Linked DNA regions of Mus musculus: region 2 is linked to region 1. The links are chromatin contacts, called in public Hi-C maps. All regions are on one chromosome and are shown on one strand. Each heading gives the region's core, a stretch centred on a gene start, on an enhancer-like site or on the middle of the called end of the contact. The rest is flanking DNA. Distances are from core to core; before and after follow the strand shown. Region 1 overlaps Rxfp2 (relaxin/insulin-like family peptide receptor 2). Region 2 has its middle 37 kb from the start of Gm52797.

Evidence for each region. A called contact is a pair of places that touch in the nucleus more often than the background predicts.
Region 2: a contact with region 1 is called in a Hi-C map of cortical neurons, with 3 times the contacts expected there. The contact joins two enhancer-like sites. A contact is called at or near these places in 1 of 39 promoter capture datasets (the C10 cell line), 1 of 15 datasets of contacts at CTCF or cohesin (embryonic stem cells), 35 of 484 Hi-C or Micro-C datasets (the C10 cell line, the G1E-ER4 cell line, the HL-1 cell line and 6 more), 5 of 115 datasets of contacts at active chromatin or transcription factors (T-cell acute lymphoblastic leukemia and embryonic stem cells) and 2 of 9 other capture datasets (adipose tissue and embryonic stem cells).

Annotation. Positions count from the first base shown.
Region 1 is chr5:150,050,632-150,056,419 of GRCm38.p6, reverse strand. It overlaps Rxfp2 (relaxin/insulin-like family peptide receptor 2), which reads right to left. Exons shown (of 18, transcript NM_080468.2): 8 at 4,789-4,860; 9 at 3,508-3,579; 10 at 438-509. Among named protein-coding and RNA genes, the nearest start is that of Gm38755, 8.7 kb to the left of the region's middle. Within about 2 kb of position 2,864, at least 5 of the 459 cell types and tissues checked have an H3K27ac peak or open chromatin away from gene starts, as enhancers often do. A contact at or near this core is called in cortical neurons, where this site is marked.
Region 2 is chr5:150,165,186-150,171,198 of GRCm38.p6, reverse strand. It overlaps a transcript of Fry not described here. Among named protein-coding and RNA genes, the nearest start is that of Gm52797, 37 kb to the right of the region's middle. Within about 2 kb of position 4,073, at least 17 of the 459 cell types and tissues checked have an H3K27ac peak or open chromatin away from gene starts, as enhancers often do. A contact at or near this core is called in cortical neurons, where this site is marked.

The DNA of each region.
Region 1 (5,788 bases), core at 1,615-4,114:
GGTCACCTGTGGAATCAACAAGCATTGCTGAGTGCCTGCTATCCCCAGAAAACTCCAACTGCCAGAAACACAAACTAGTTGTGTTTCTTATAGCAGGAATGACAAGGTGCCGATTGGCCAGTTCACCTGCCCTTCCCCGCCCCCCAGGACAGGCACAAACAGCCATCAGAATTGTCAGTCAGAGTCTATGACCAATCGGAATGCAGTAAATTGCTCTCACTTTCTTCAGGAACACAGACCCAATTGATGAGTCTAGCCACTGTGCAGTAAAGCGATTTCATTTCACGGTAAATAAACACATCATTCTTTGCCCTTTTCCACTACTGAACATTCACATCAAGGCTGGACACAAAGCAGTACTTTGAAATCCAGGGTCATCCTTTTCCTCAACTCTCCCAATCTACGGGCCTCTCGTACCGAAGTGCACGTGTACTTACAGAACCGTGAGCGAGTCGCACGTTAGGAAGGTGGAGTTCGTTATGTACTTTATTCCATTGTTTGCCAGATCCCTGAAAGCCACAGAAGGAGACACTTCAGACACCTTTGTATAAATCATCTGCTAATGGATGCTTCTCATTGATAGAACAGTTCTGAACTTTTCTTCCCTTAATTCAGGTCTTTTTCTTTTTGGCATCTTTCCTAATGTTTGTGGGCTTTCTATAATTTATATGGTTTCTGTTTTCTTTCCAACTGATGATAAAACAACAGCAATAAACCTAAGGGAAGAACCATTAGATATTTGGGGTGGGAGTATCTCTCTTGGCTGGGCACCATGCTGTTAGCTCCCCTTGGTGGTTTGGATGAGTCTCAGTCATTTGAATACTTGGTACCAGTAGGTGGCTCTTAGGGGGAGGACTAGGAGGTGTGATCTTGCTGGAGGAAGTATTTCACTGGGGGTTGGGTAGTGAGGTTTCAAAAGACTCTTGCCACTTTGCTTCCTGTTTGGGGTTCTAGATGTTAGCTTTCAGCTGCTGTTCTGGCCACCTGCTGCCTGCCACCTTCACACTGCACCATAGACTCTGACCCTCTGGAAATGTAAGGACAAAATAAACGCTCTCCTATAAGTAGCCTTGGTGACAGTAAAGACTAAGACACTATGCTATATGCTGGATTTCATTAGTCCCCCTCCCTTGGGCTGGTAGAACTCCAGTGTCTATGAAGCATTCCTGCAGGGTGTGGCATCATTAAGCCCCATTCAACACACGAACGTCAGGCCTCTGGGAGGCTGGGGTTATCATTTCCAGCTCGCCGTACACTTGGTAAGTGTCAGAATAGTCTTTCCCCATCAGATCTTTCTGACTCCAAAGGCCAGACACTCACGTGTCATGTGGCAATCTGGACCACTGCCCCACATTCTGACCCCATGCCAATCAGTATCTTGGTGAAGCTTGAACCAACATTGTCCTGCACAGACCGTTCACCAGACTTAGAACATGAATCTTGGTCTGTGTGATATGAAAACGTTTGTAGGTCTCTTCTACATGGCCCTCCACGGAGAGGATGATGCCCAATATAGTACTACTCTGTGTGTGCCAGGGGCGCAGCTTCAGAGCCAGGGAACTTTCTAGACTCGTAGACTCCCAGGCTCCCCGGCAGACCTGCTGGGTCAGAGGCTTCTCTTGGTATGGCCTCCTTGAGCTGCTCAGAAACGTCCTCAGAACTCCAGAGAGCCCTCATGGGGACACTGCTTCCTGCCAGCTGGACCCTTGGCACAGCTGCCATCCTACACACTCTGGGAATGGCCTCGAGAACCTCTGTAATTCTCATTTTTAGCCGTGTAGTGAGGCAGGGAGTGAGAAGAGAAAGCAAACTTTTAAACGAGTTTTTCTAATAGTCTCTGTCTCTGTCTTTCTCTTTCTGTCTCTTGCTCTTTGTCTGTCTCTGTCTCATTTAACTATATAGGCCTAGCTGGCCTAGAACTCTTATGTAGATCAGACTGGCCTCAAACTCACAGAGATCCACCTTCCTTTGCCTTCTGAGTGTTAAGATTAAAGGTGTGCACCACCATTTCTTGTCTTTTTCTCTCTTTTTGAGGCAGAGCCTTGTTAAACAACCTGGTTAGGCCTCATCCGTGAGATCTACCCGCCCCTTCTCTTTTCTGTTTCCCAGTACATAAATGAATATGTTAAATTCCTAAGTATTTTTGAGACTAGGAGACTATGTAGCTAAGAGTGGCCTTGAACTTCTGACCCCTCTGTTTCCACCTGACACGTATGAGTGAGTCACACGAGGCATGGAATAGTGGGTGGTGGTGAAGCCATGAGACTCTCAAGTAGGTATTAGTTACAAGGCAAGAAAGAGTGGGAGTGGCTTAGCACAAGTATCTAACAAAGGTTTACTGGTCACCTATCACATGGTAGGCATGGTCTCAGTCCTGATTGGGCGTGGTATATCCCTGTGCCTGGAAACACATAGGCATTCACTGAAGCAGACCAATGTGTGGAGACAGCGTTCCGAGGGTGATATTCTGGGCGTTGAAAGGGAATGTTAGAGTTTAGCTAAAGGAATGACGGAGGAAGACTTTCCCAGCTTCAAGAAGCACATGAGCCTAGAAATGGCTGAGAACTGTGGTTTGCTGCGTCTCGACAGAAGGGGTGTATGAAGGACGGTGGGAAAAAGTGGACAGGCAAGGGATGGTGGCGCTGGGAGAAACAGTTAAGGGATAATAAAATTACTTGGTAAAAGCAAGCCTTTGTAAAGTAAACACACAGAGACTGTGAATGTCCCTTCTTAGACAATATCACATCAGCACTGATGTGTTGTTAGTCAGTTTGGCTAGAACAAGCAAGAGAAGAGAAGCTGAGTTACAGTGGACTCGTGGAACTAGGTGCTGACAGAAAGAGCAGAAAATTCTGCTGTCCGTGGGCTGACTGTGTGGTAAGTTCGGGTTGGCTGCAGAAGGCTGAGCAAAGCCTTACATGTTTGGGTATACTCCAAGGACTTTTTTATTTTAGTTCTTAAAGATTTGTTTCTTTTTATGTAACATGTAGGAGGGTCTTGCCTGCATTCAAGTCTGTGTAGCATATGCCCGGTGCCTGCAGAATACAGAAGAGGGCATCAGACTTCCTGGAACTGGAGTTACAGGTGGTTGTGAGCTGCTGTGTGGCTGCTGGGACTTGAACCCACGACCTCCCAAAGAGCAGCCAGCACTCTTAACTACTGGACCATCTATTTAGACCTCTTTTGTTTTCCTTTTGAGGCAGAGAAATCACTCTGTAATCTAGGCCTGGTTTAAACTCTCAATCCACCTGCCTCAACCTCCCAAGTGACGTGTTCCAGCTATTCTCAAAAGATACTTAATCATTTTATTCCACAAGCTTATCTTGTGGAATAAGATAAACTTATCTCAGCAAGTGTATACCACTTCCCTGCTGCCCCCTCACTCCTTGAAAAAGCTTTAAAAAACGGGAAGTAACCGTTAGACTTTGGATTGGGAGAGACATCCTAGAATCCACGTCTTGCCTCCTTCCTAGCACAGAACAGGTTCAATCCCTAAAGAATACTCACACCCAGTTGAGTTGAGGCATCTGAGCACACAATGTTTCAGGAAGGGCCTCGAGCCGGTTACCCACCATGGACCTTCACACAGAGAAAACAGCGGTTAGACACAAAATTACTAAGCTACATTAACAAGAGGAGTTCTGCTCTCCCACAGTTTTGAAAATTGTCCACTGTAATTTATATACCAGGATCAAGTCTTTGTATATAACTATGCCTTTACACAGTGCTTACGTGTGTGTGTGTGTGTGTGTGTGTGTGTGTGTGTGTGTGTGTGTGAAGCACACCTTAGTGCTGCCAGCCTCTGGTTGTGTGCGTTTGGTGTGCATCCTAAGACAAGGGTTCCTCAACTTAATTTTAAGATGTAAAACTAAAGCAAGTAGCAGGCAATAACTGTGAAGTTCATGACGGCTCCCCTTGTGTGCTGCAAGAGGAGTATGTGATTTACAGAGCCATTAGTTCTTGAGATGTTTCCTCAGAGTTTATTAATCAATTACTATGTGAAAGAGCCACACTGGAAACAGCACTAAACGGAAGATGTGACAGCAAGGGGGACTGTCGAAAGCAAACAGACGGTGAACATGCTAAGATACACGACTAACTTGTGATGCTGTAGTCCCTGTGATGAATGGAGCAGTCACAGTGGATGCTGCATCATCCACTGTAAAGGAACATGGCAAGCCTCCACCTGCCTGGCAGTTATCCTAGGATATTAACAATGGAAGCACAAGTGGGAAACAGGCTCCGTCCGTAGGTAAAACTTGGAATTGTCATTGGCTGTCACTTTCCTCTAGTGAAAACGGAGTTGGAGGCTGGAGAGATGGCTCAGTGGCTGAGAGCACTGGCTGCTTTTGCAGAGGACCCTGCTTCAGTTGGCTGCTCACAACCGACTGTAACTCTAGTCCCAGGGGATTGTCTGCCCTCTTCTGGCCCCTGTGGGCACTGCATGCATGTTGTACACAGACAAGCAGGCAGGCAAGACACTTGTGCCCAAGAAATAAAAATAACAAATCTTTTAAAAAACGGAGTTGGAACTGTGCTTCTATGCTCCTGTGTGATCCTGTTATGCTTCATTCAGTTTAACTAGGGTTTCAGGAAATAAAAACAAACTTTTGTTCAACCGCTGCAGATGAAAACATGGCTTATTCCTTTAGGAGACGAGAGGAGATGAACAGCAGCGAGCAGCAAGCTTAAGATATGCATCGTAAGCGGTCCAGCCACTGCCTTTGATTTAGCAACAATAACTATAGTCTGAAGGGAGGAAGGGAGGAAGGGAGGAAGGATACTTACAAGAAAAACAAGGAGTTTAACCCCATAAAGGACTTCTGTGAGATTCTGGTGATCGGGTTGTCATCTAAAATTCTGACAAAACACATCAAAATGTTTCCAATGTTAGGGATATTTCTGAAAGAAACCCAGGGAAAATATAAAAGACCCACGAGAAAGCAGACTCTCAACACTTGACCAGTTCCTTCCTTCCCCATGGGACACAGGTGTTCCTTCCCCATGGGACACAATTGTCTGTTCCTTGATTCTAGGATGGGACAGTCTCCTCTAGATTCCTGTAGCTCTTCTCCCAGCACATATCAAGTTGGGCATGATCTCTCTCTCTGCATCTGCCTGACAAGCATTTCCTGGCTGAACGGAGGAGGGATGAACACCCCACCCCACCCCACCCCCACACCTCACATAACATAACGGCTATGAGCTGTTCATGTCTGAAGGGAATTCTATATCTTCATCACAGAGAAGAAATAACATATGGTTGAAGAGACAGAAGTATTGAACCAGATTTATGCATCACACAGTGTTTGCGTATCTTGGAACTGCACACGGTGCCTGCTAATATGAACAATTTTCATGCTTTTATCTATCAGAAAAATTTAAAATGTGTTTCCTTAATGACTGGTTAGATAGGTCATCTTTTTCACATGCTAATTTTTCTATTTCCAAAAAAGAAAAACAATGATTTTTTTTTACTTGCAATGGGCGTGCCCATCTTCCTCCTCCCATTCCTCCTGGTCCCTCCTCCCCATTCCCTACTTACACAAACTTTGTATCCTTTTTATTTTTAAATCCTTCGAATCCAGAATGTGCTGCCCATATACTCTCTGGTGTGGGAAATGTCCAATGGAGCATGGTTCTACCAATAGCCACACCCTTAGAGAAAACTGTTTCTCACTCTTCTAACAGCTATTGATTGCCAATAGCTCCTCAGTGAGGGTGGGACTTCATGCCCCTCCCCTGCCATGCCCCTCCCATTTCTCATTTTCTCCCCTTGCTCCCTCTT
Region 2 (6,013 bases), core at 2,824-5,323, 110 kb before region 1:
TGTGTGTAATTGCAAGGTCTATAGAGGTCAGAAGAGGGTATCTGATCCTGGACCTTAAGTTACAGGAAATGATAATACACCCAACACAGGCATTGAGAACTGAACTTGGGACCTCTGGAAGTAAATGATTCAAAGAAGCATTCACCCTTTCTGAGGGTGAAATTTGGGGGATGGAGGCATAGATCATAGACAGCGAGGCTTTATGGGTTATGGACAAGGACAGTGGTTTGGTTGCAGCATTCAAAGCTTCTGAACTGGGTGGGGTTGTGGGTAGGACATACAAGGTCAGTGCAGGGGTCAACTTAAGGTCTGGCCCTTACCCACACGTGCAAAGTGTTTTTTTTCCTTCTGCTCGGCCTATCACATATGAATCAGTGTCATCTCTCTTTCTTTCTCCCTCCTTTCTCTGGCTCTTCTGATTAGATCTAGAATACCTCAGAATACTTTTCACTCATCGGTGGATACTGAGTTTCAGTCTGGAAATGTGGAAAGACAGCTGGAGATAGAGGTTGGTGATGGCTATAAAATAAAGTGAATCTATTTGGTTTCACTGGCCTGGGGGCTCGAGAGGTGCTTCTGCAGTTACAAAAGTGAACTGCTGGCTGTCGAGATGGCTGAGAGGTTAAGAGCACTGACTGCTCTTCCGAAGGTACTGAGTTCAAATCCTAGCAACCACAGGGTAGCTTACAACCATCTGTAATGAGATCTGATGCCCTCTTCTGGTGTGTCTGAAGTCACCTACATTGTACTTATTGTATAATAATAAATAAAATTTAAAAAATGTTTTAAAAAAAAGAAAAGAAAGTGAACTTCTCTTCCAGCAAAAGTTACCCATGAAACTGGAGGAACCACGTCATTTACAGGGAGAAAGACATATTTGGAAAAAAAAAATAACAAAACAAAACCCTCCAAAACAACAATAAAAACACTCCTTATGCCTACTCTTTCCTTACAGTGTCCAAACAATTAAAGATTTAGGTCAGTTATTCCAATATATATTGGGATGGAATTATACATGTTGGGCAGAGTTATCTGATTTTAGTTTAATCAGTAGTATTAACAAAGACTCTGTCAGCCTTGTTCAAAGAATTCAGGGATAAGCTGGGCAGTGGTGGCACATGGCTTTAATCCCAGCACTTGGGAGGCAGAGGCAGGTGTATCTCTGAGTTTGAGGCCAGCCTGGTCTACAGAGTGAGTTCCAGGACAGCCAGGGCTACACAGAGAAACCCTGTCTTGAAAAAAATGGAAAAAAAAAAAAGAATTCAGGGATAAAATGGGACAATGGATCCATATAAGCCAGAGGAGGGACCCAAGTCATATGACCATGCATTCAGACTGACTCTTTTGAGGCCTGTGACTGCATCCGGGTTGGTGGTAGGGAAGAAACAAGAAGGGAGAGAAAGTGGAAGGACTCAACGGTTGTTTCAATTCAGTTCATTTTCTTTTTAATTCTTTAGATTTACTGATTTTATGTCTATGATTTTTCTTGCATGTGTCCATGCATCATGTGCGTGTAGTATCTACAGATTCCAGAAGAGGGTGTCGGATCTCCTGGAATTAGAGTGACAGCTGGTTGTGAGCTGTCATGTGGGTGCCGGGAATTGAACCTGGGTTCTCTGCTAGAGCAGCCAGTGCTTTTAATTACTGAGCAATCTCTCCAGTCTCAGTTCATTTTATGAAATTTTCATTTTGAGGTTTTAAGATCACAACATTTGCAATAAGAAAGTTTCTTCTATCAGTATTGAGCCTGGATTTTAATTTTTGTATTAACACACATACACACGCACACACACAAATCTGTGTTGCTATTTACACAGATTTATTGACTTCACCTTATGATGCAAACCACCTGATGATATTTATTTACAGGATCATAATGAGAAATTACATGTATAAGGCTGGTTTGTTTGCATATGATACTCAGACTCCCTAAATGATGCTTAAGATTCAAACTCGAGTCATTCACATTCAAACGTTTGCTAAAAAACCAAATTCCAGATGCTGGAAAAGATAGGTCACATATTAACGTTATATTCTATCCCTTCAAAAATATCTGCTCAGGACAAGATAGCATTTTTTTTTTTAAAGAAATACTGCTTTAAAATGTTCCTTTTATTTTTTGAGATTATAATATGACCACACCACTTCCATCTTCCCTTTTTCCGTTCCAAATCCTCTCATAAACCCCACCCCCTCCCCCTTGCTCTTTTTCAATTTCATGGCATCTTTTTTCATTAAGGGCGCTGTGTGGATGCAGACAACTGCGTGCCTCTAGCTCCCTCTGGTGCTCGCTTCGTATCTTTACCGTCATTACCGACTGCATCTATAGCCATTTGGAAATGAGCCTTGTGAGAAACCACTAATGTGTCTAAAGAGGAATGTCTCAAACAACCAGCCTGGATGCTAACCATGCCCACACGTGGAACTGGATCCGGTGTCATGTGGAGTGGCAAACATTTGGGCTCAAAAAGGAAATCTCTGGAATTCTATATAGTGCTTATTTTGTGGGAAACTTCCATGAAGAGCTACTGGTGATTTACAAGAGCTTATATTTAAGGAAAGCACACAATTATTAAACTTACCATTAAAAAGGTTGAATAGCTGGGCATGCGCGGGCGCGCGTGGCACGTGCGCATACACACACACACACACACACACACACACACACACACACACACACTACTGTAATTCCTGAGGAAGGCTGAGACCCTATCTCTAAATAAAGAAGATTTACTGTCCAAAGTGCCATTAGCCTGGTTTCACGCCTCAGGAATGAAAAGTTGCTCCTTTAATTGGCATGGATTTAGAACTGACTTTAGAGTTCCTGTGTAGGAGTCAAACAAACTGGAAGTATTAAAAAGCTAACTGGAATTCAGCAAATATTCTAAAGCACAGAAACGAAGGTATCAAGAAAATATGACTCAAATGAGTTCTGTGGAAGGGAAGGGAGAATGATTCTGAGTAGTGTGTGTGTGTGTGTGTGTGTGTGTGTGTGTGTGTGTGTGTGTGAAACAAATGCACACAAAATACATTGTAGGCTGGGCTGGAGAGATGGCTCAGTGGTTAAGAGCACTGGCTGCTCTTCCAGAGGACCCAGGTTCAAATCCCAGCACCCACAAGGCAGCTCACAACTATCTATAACTCCAGTTCTAGGGGAATCTTCTGGTCTCCATGGGCACTGTGCACACACAATACACACACCTATATGCAGATAAAACATCTATGTGCATTTTATTTTATTTTTAAAATTAAAATCTTAAAAAATACATTGTATGAAATTCTCAGAGAGATAATAAAAATGAACAGAAAAAAGACACACACACTAATTTGCCTCCATATAAGGCAGAATTACATTCTGTAATTTATCTCTTAATTTTATCTTTTTGTTGTTGTCGTTGTTCTTTTGGTCATGAGAGGGAATTTCTCTTATAATAAGAAAAAACAAACAAACCAAACTTTAAGAAATAAACATTGGTGAAGGAGAATGGCCTCACCCTGTGCACATTTGTTAAATATATGAAAAGGAAACCAGGGCAAGCCATTCTGTTTTGTTTTCAAATCCTTTTGATCAGTCAGTTTTTAAACCTCTAGCCTCATTCCTGGAAACCTCGCAAGCTGCCTTTTGATTCTTGCAGGTCCTAGCCCCTCAAAAGAGCTTCTCCAAAAAAAAAAAAAAAAAAAAAAAAATCTACATTTTATGTAATCTGGTCCATCTGCCTAGCAACAGGAGAGTGTTTCCAAAAAAAAAAAAAAAGCCACCAAGGAAACCACACAGTAGCCTCTGGGGATGCTCAAGGGGGGTGGGGGTGGGGAGGGGACAGGCCACCAAGATAAGACTGCTCTCAATACAAAATCCCAGATGGAGAAAGTAAGACAAGGAATGTTATAGATTTTTCTCAAACGAAACTCTGTAATTACAGTCTCAAGAGTGTCACATGGTTAAGATGCCATAAATAGTCCTTCAAGGACAAATAAACAAAAAAATTCTTTACTCTGGTCAATGGGTTTGGCCTTACCCACACCCTTAGGGAAGGGGTGTAGCTTGGCTTAGGAGTCAGAGGGGTTGTAGTTACACGGGTTAACTCAGACTGGATCCCGCCACTGGGCCTGCTTCCTATTTCACTGGCACCAGTCAAAAGTAGAGAGGACTCGAAAAACAAAAACAAAACAAAACAAAAAGTAGAGTGGAAGGGGGCAGGCTAGGGCAGAGACCAGAAAAGCACCCATGCCTTTTGTTTCTGTTAACACCTACTTGGAGTTTATGGCTGCCACACAACCCCATGAGTAAGGACAATGAAGCCAGGGAGACCTATCAGATCACCAGCCACAGTCCAGCCCTCTTCACGGATGCAGACCACAAACACGGAACTCTGAAAAACTCAATCAGGGCCTAGAGAGATGGCTCAGCGGTTAAAAGCGCTGACTGCTCTTCCAAAGGTCCTGAGTTCAAGTCCCAGCAACCACATGGTGGCTCACAACCACACCTAATGAGACCTGATGACCCCTTCTGGTGTATCTGAAGATGGCTACAGTGTACTTAGAAATAAATCTTTAGGGCCGACCCAGAAGAGCTCAGGAACATGGTAGCAAGCAACTACTTCAGGACAGGTATCAGAGAGGCAGCCCGAGAGGAGTGAATTATATAGAGAAGACAGCCACCGGAAGCCTGAAGGTTAGCTTAGAACAAGTGGCAAGTGATATCAATTAGCACCCTTGTGGTCTTATCCCAAGCTGTGGAGAGAAGGGTGACCAGAGCATTGAACTGAAGAGAAAATCTGCAACAATGTAACTAGCAGGCTGCAACAGCCTATTGTGAGCCCAGCAAGTTTTGCTTCTAGCCTGGACTACACTTCTCAAAATAACATAGAATAAAGACTGCCCTAAAACGCCCAGGATCTAGTCAAGCATGGCTGAATGGTCACGGTACCTCGTTTCACTTTCCCAAGTCCTGTGGAGTTTATTTATTACTCTTCTGATTTAGTGTTTGTTGCTAAGAGAAAATATCATCCAAAATCAACTCAGGGAGGAAAGGGAGAGATGCCAGGAAAGGGGGGGGGGGGGGGACTTAAGCAGAGACCATGGAGGAACACTGCTTACTGACTTATTTCCTCTGATTTGTTTAGCTACCCAGGACCACCTGCCTAGGGATAGGACCACCCACAGTGGGCTGGACCCTCACACATCAGTCATAAATCAAGAAAATGTCCCATAGATTTGCCCACATGTCCATCTGATGGAGGCAATTCTTCAGTTGATGTCCCCTCTTCTTGATAGGATAAATGGAGATACAAGATCAGCCGACCCAATTTCTCTAGCCAAATTCACTAGATACATACTGGCATATTTCTAGCTTTATAAACACACATTGCAATATCCACATTAGAAGTTGGTTTATCCACACTCCTTGCCTTCCATTTTCTTCTCTGCTACTTATTCAGTCAAGGGTGTCGATGTCCAGAAAAGAGGTCAAAGTAGTATCAACAATTGGCTGTCCCATTTACTGAAAACAATGTTCCCTAAATGGAAGCCATTCACCAGCGTAAAGTTGAGCTATGTTACTGAGTGTCAACAATCCTGATAACACCCATTTTCCTTTTATCATAGGAACGTTATACCTTAGGAGTCATTACCACAGGAGAGTCAGCCTGGGGTTTGCCTGGCACACAATCTTACTGATGTCTGTTGAGGATGGTGCTGGTGTCTGAGCCAGGAATGCCTGTACTTCCTGCATTTATTCATACAATTATCTTCTAAGGCTGCACAACCTTCGAGGCTCCAGCCCTGGAACATTCCTTTTGTAGAGCCAAAAGCAGAGTTGCTAGAGGTGACTCCTTTCTTACCTCTGAACCCAGGAAGGTGTTCCTGCTGAGCTGGCCAGTCATGACTCACCATTGTTACATCCCCCGCCGCCCCCCACCATCCTGTTTGAACATCCCCACCACAGGCCACCTTCCCAATCACAAGCTAATACATCTCCTGTGCCTACGCTCAGAGGAGAGAGGGGGAAATATTC